Linked DNA regions of Mus musculus: region 2 is linked to region 1. Evidence: chromatin contacts called from public Hi-C data. All regions are on one chromosome and are shown on one strand. Each heading gives the region's core, a stretch centred on a gene start, on an enhancer-like site or on the middle of the called end of the contact. The rest is flanking DNA. Distances are from core to core; before and after follow the strand shown.

The links. A called contact is a pair of places that touch in the nucleus more often than the background predicts.
Region 2: a Hi-C map of cerebellar granule neurons shows a contact between it and region 1, with 2.3 times the contacts expected there. The contact joins the enhancer-like site here to the promoter of Fer in region 1. A contact is called at or near these places in 2 of 39 promoter capture datasets (both in the 3T3-L1 cell line), 1 of 15 datasets of contacts at CTCF or cohesin (the NIH/3T3 cell line), 6 of 484 Hi-C or Micro-C datasets (adipose-derived mesenchymal stem cells, cerebellar granule neurons, cerebral cortex and 2 more) and 2 of 115 datasets of contacts at active chromatin or transcription factors (the NIH/3T3 cell line and embryonic fibroblasts).

What each region holds. Positions count from the first base shown.
Region 1 is chr17:63,862,591-63,865,290 of GRCm38.p6, forward strand. It overlaps Fer (fer (fms/fps related) protein kinase), which reads left to right and starts at 1,391. Exons shown (of 19, transcript NM_001037997.3): 1 at 1,391-1,465.
Region 2 is chr17:63,715,060-63,717,759 of GRCm38.p6, forward strand. No RefSeq gene overlaps it. Among named protein-coding and RNA genes, the nearest start is that of Fer, 150 kb to the right of the region's middle. Within about 2 kb of position 1,287, at least 5 of the 459 cell types and tissues checked have an H3K27ac peak or open chromatin away from gene starts, as enhancers often do. A contact at or near this core is called in cerebellar granule neurons, where this site is marked.

The sequences.
Region 1 (2,700 bases), core at 141-2,640:
TCTGCTATCTGTGAACTTAGAAAAACACCGACTCCCAGGTTTGTTAGTGGCTTCCCATAGCCTGGCTGAGGTTCATCTAAGGTTTCAAGTGCTCTAACAACGATTCACAACTCTTGTGCATTCCACGTTCTTGAAAAAGATATTCCTGGACCATAAATCTGACAAGAGAACTTTATAATTGTTTTCTGAGAAAAAGGGGGAGAGACTCTCATCCATTTTCAACTGTAAGATATCTGTGTCCTTAAAGTATGTTTTGGTTTCTTGGTCTTTGAAACTGACTTAAGTGAATAACCATTTAGAATTTTAAAAAGTATTAATTCTTCTTTGGCTCTAATCTAACTCAAAGGTTTAAGGGTGGGAGGGGAAATGGAGCTGTCAGACTTGTTGCAGGCGACGAATGTGAATGTGGCTGAGCTCACGTACAAGAGGACACTGCCTTAAAAAGCGTGCTACAGCAATCCCGAGAGTGACGCTCCATGAACACCTATCACAGAGCTCCAGATCACCTACTAAGATCTGTTCAGGTCCACCTTACTCCTGTTTTGTACCAAATTGGCAAAGGAGCGCTTCGGAAAACAGCCCTCACTGGAAGAACACATCAGTTTAGGCCCTCGCTTTCTAGACTTTCCTAGAGGTAAGTACTTTCGAGGGGACCGCTCCCAGGACTCGCGGCTCTCTTTGCAGAGCATCCTCATGTTTCCAGAGAATGTCAGCTCGTTAGCGTCTGACACTGCAGGCACAGGAGCGGGAAAGGCAGTTCTGAGCACACCGCAGAAACGCAAAGCCGATTTAAAGGAATCCACGTTACAGCACACGCAAGCAGAGCGCGGGAAGGTAGAGTTCGCTGCACAGCCAGCTCGGGGTGGGAAGGAGAGCCGGCCCTCGCCGGTCCCCCGCGGGCGCTCCACGTTTCGTCACACCTCCTTTCCGGCAGGGCCGCGGGGCTGACCCTTCCGGGCGGCCTCAGCTTATCACCCGGACAGGCTACTTCCCGGCTTTGGCCCCGCGAGTCTCCGGAGTTTCCTGTCAGGCTCCCTCGGTCTCCGCGCCCATCCCACCGCTCAGGCCGACGGCTGGGCTCGGAGAAGCGGGATCTTCTACGCGAGAGACCGCAAGAACAAGCTTCGACGGGAAACAGCACGCAGGGCGGTGGCCACGGCCCACGCCTCCTCACGCCCGCAACTCCAGCCTCCGCCCACTCGCTGAGCTCCGCCCCTCGCGGGTCCGAGCCAATGGGCCGCGCCCGCCTCCTGGGAGGTTGTAGAAGAGGGGGTTGGGGCCGGTGGCAGCGCCCGCCCCTTGCTCCTTCTCATTGGCTAAACTCTCGGGGTGCCCGGAGACCGGAGTGTAGCGGGATTGGCTGTCGAGCCTCGCAACGGTGGCGCCTATTGGCTGGAGCAGTCCCCGTGACGCCGGGTGGCGACTGGCTCCCGGGTCTGAGGGGCTTCTGCTTGTCAGGTTCTAGGTAGGTGCGTTTCACGCCGCCGTCCGTAGGCACCGTTGCCCGGGGCAACGCCCCGGGAGGTGGGAAGGAGGCCGGAAGGCGAGCGCAGCGCGGGGGTAACCGTTCCCGCCTGCAGGGGGGCGCCGGGCTTTTGGCCCAGCGGACGCGGGCTGTGCGGAGGCGCTTCCTCTGCCCTCAGCCAGCTCGGTCCCCTGCCGGGGCTGCGGGGTCACACTCGCCTCATCCTACCCGCGCGACGGAACGTTCCGGGTTGGGCTTGGGTCCGGGCTGCTCACCCGGCCCGCCAGGCCCGCCCCTCCTACCCGCCCGGGACCCGGAGGCTGAGGGGGCGGTGCCGGCCGTGGCGGGCGCTTGGCCCCGCCCCGTCGCGGGTCGCGGGTGTGCGGGGCGTGGGGCGGGGTTGGGAGCTGCTGCGGTGGGGAGCCCGCACCCTTTCCCTTCTTGCGCTCCTCCGACGCTCGCCCACGGTGCCCACACCCCTTCTGGTCTCCTCACCCGTCGCCGCCCTCTCCTGTGGCACCCAGCCCCGAGAGTTCCCGCAGCCCCTTTCATCAGGACCCTCTGACCCTGTGTCGCCTCGCTTCAGCTTCACGTCCCACTGCCCCTTTGGTTCAGGGCAGCCTTTCAGAAGTCCGGCCCAGGGAGACTTCTGGAGGCATCTGGACTTGTCAGGGGTGATTTTTTCCCTAAGGGCTTTTTAGGGGTCTGAGGTATTTGGAGGCACCTTTGTGTCTTCCTTGGACTCCTCTTAAGATCAGCCCTCCGAAAGGAGTTCATGAGATTAGTTTTGGTAAGAGCTAGGGCTCCTTTGAACAATTAAGTTTCCATGAGGTGGTCGCTTGGAACTCTGTGCATTTGTGATTTTTGTTGGGCATGCCATTGCAATTTCAGTTTGTTCGGGCAGCCTTTCATTTTCAATATCTTATGACGTAAGAGCAATGAGGCTTTTGATACTTTTACTTCGGAAGAAGCTGTATATATTCACAATGGTCTCACGGTCACCCTAACATATGCTACTCCAACATGTACAGGAGTTTTCAGGCATTTTTCAGAAAGAACCTTCTCAACCTGAAGTCACCGTATATAAACGTCTGATGTCAGAGAATCTAAAGATAAGGCCCACAGTATTTTAGTGGTTAACATCTAAAAAATACTTTGCAGTCCATCTGTGAAATAAGAACAGGTTTAAAGGAAAAGTATTGCAAAATACATGGTGTGGTTTAGGGACTATTTAT
Region 2 (2,700 bases), core at 37-2,536, 150 kb before region 1:
TTGGGCTTGACCATGGTGGTGCACACTTTTAATCCCAGCCCTCCGGTGACAGAAGCAGGTGGGTCTCTGTGAGTTTGAGGCCAACCTGGTCTATAGAGTGAGTTCTAGAATGGTCAGGGCTACACAGAGAAACTTTGTCTTGAACAAGCAAATAAATAAATAAATAAATAACAAAAATAATATGAAAAACAATCTCTTGAGGTCTAGAGATAGGGTTCCACAGTTAAGAGCACTGGCTGCTCTTCCAGAGGACCCAGGTTCCCAGCATCGACAGGGGATCATTCACCACTCTAGTCTTAGGCTATCCAATGCTCTTTTCTGGCTTCCACGGGCACCAGGCGCACATGTGGTGCACAGAAATACATACAAGCAAAACATTCATACACAATAATAATAATTTAAATATAAAAATAAATAATAAAAACCTGTCCCTTCAGTATAGCTCCATTTGAGGGGACTCTAAACCCACTTCTAAATCCTTAAGTGTGAAAACATGTCTACACATGTCTACACAGTCATATCAGTTCACATGACAAGAGGCAGATGGATCAGAACAAACATGTGTCAGACTCGAAATCAACTCATATTTACTTTTTGAGGACTGTGGACTTCGACGTGTACAAGCCATTGGTTCCTCAAAACAACAAAGAAATACGTGTTCACTGCCCGTAGAACGTGAGGTCAATACAACACGAAGGCAGCACAGTGTCCACATCCACACGCCAGCGCAGTCTAAGATCTGACGCTTCTCTTGAAAGGTGAATGCATTTGAATACCAAGACATCCTCGGTACAAATTTGACTTTGTTTCTCTTTTTAAAGGCTCAGTCATATTCAAACTGGAATTGCTATATGGGGTTACATTCATGGTTTCAGGAATGCTCAGAGATTGTTTTGACTATAGAAGATTTCTGGCATCGGAGAATGACTTTAGTTTCAAATGTTACTGGGCACATGTCCAAAAGATTGATGTGTGTCTTTTCAAGGTCAGACAATTCTGTACTTATGTTATATTCTGAGGTCTGATTCTCAATCCACTTATTTGCAGGGACAATATAATATACAGAAACAAAGCATGGGGCCTGCGTGAAGCTAACACGGTTTTGGCTCTCATCACAACCAGGGATGTGTGTTCTTTCTCTCAACTCATTCTATTCTTTGGACTTAGGGATTCGATGCTTTTGTGATAGATCTGGAAACAAAGCGCACATGTGCCAAAACTGCCACAGGACTAACAAACAGTACCGTGCCTGTGACTAATATAACCACACACCTGCTACCACCATCTGTCAGCGGTGGGGCTGAGGTGACCCTCTTCCGCAGGCAAGCAGGCTGGCTCAGTTTGCTCGACAGAAAGCTGATTTGCAAAGGGATGTCTGCTTGACAGCCTTTATCCTCAGGGCTCCAGCCTCATGACTTGTCATCACCAAGGAAAGTTTGGTCAGTCCAACCAAAGGAAGGAAAGAAGTGCTCTGCTTGCTCTTAACTTACCTGGTGTCAGGGGAGGAGCGGAAGAGATGGCTGTAAGTTGTTAATGTGACTGACAACTGAGCCAATTCCTTCACCTAACATGTGAGACTATCAAACAGTAAGGTGAAGAAAGACCGATCTCCTGCCACGTAGCCTCATTTCATTCATTCCCTGCGTGTCTCCCAAAACAGGGGGTGCTTGTTAAAGCCAGGGTCCCACCTGTGTCAGTCAAGGCACCTGCGCAGAATCTACATAATGAAGAGAGGGAAGGAAGAGGGAGATAGAAACAAGAAGGAAATAGAAAACAGCAGAGATCGGTCGGTGTTTACCTCCGTTCTCATGTGACGATAATGTTTCCTGTTAAACTTTTCAACTATCAGAAATTGACAAATGATGCAGGAGGGTGGAGTTCTCTGCTTAAAGATTTTAGTTTCAAGGTGGGGGGTGGGGGGAGAAAGCTCTTAAAGTCACTTGCCATTTTCATGATGGAAATTATAATTTTTCTTTGCATTCTTGCAAATAAAGGTGACAGTAGGCAGAAGAGACCACCAAGATGAAGCCTTTCCTCGAGCCTCAGGTTACAGCAGCAGACAGCAGCCCGGGATGTCTTTAGAGGACTGAGAAGTGACACAAACTGCCTGCATAGCCAAAGAGGGGATGTGGCGAGGGTGTTCGAATCAATCACAAAAGTCTCTTATGCAAATGAGGTCTATGTTTGCACAAATCATGGCATAATCCTTCATGCAAATTAGTCTACCTATTTATACCAATTAGAGGATCTCCACTGGGCCACCAGGGGAAGGACTGAAGCAGTCGTCTCTGGGCATCTTGTAGAGCTACAGCTGTGTGCAGCCAAAAGCCGTCCCTGCAGTGTAACCTCCTCAAGGCATCTATGGAGTGTTTACTGGCTGAGGATGGGCCATCCGGTTTCCAGGCTGATATAGTCTTTTGTACAAGCCAGCAGGATACCAAAGACGGATCTAACAGATTTTTAAGCTAAGATTGGCGCTAAAATTCTCACTGTGAGATGGGAAGTAGAATAAGGGATTGAAAACAGAGAGGAAACGTGATGGTGAGCAGAATGGGTAGTAACCGTACGAATTCACAGTTGTAACGGGTACGCCAGAGGGCTCAGAAGTTATGACATCACCACAACAATCAGTACTTACCAACACCCAGCCACGGTCTTACTCCACAAGGAGAGAAACAACAACAACAACAACAACAACAC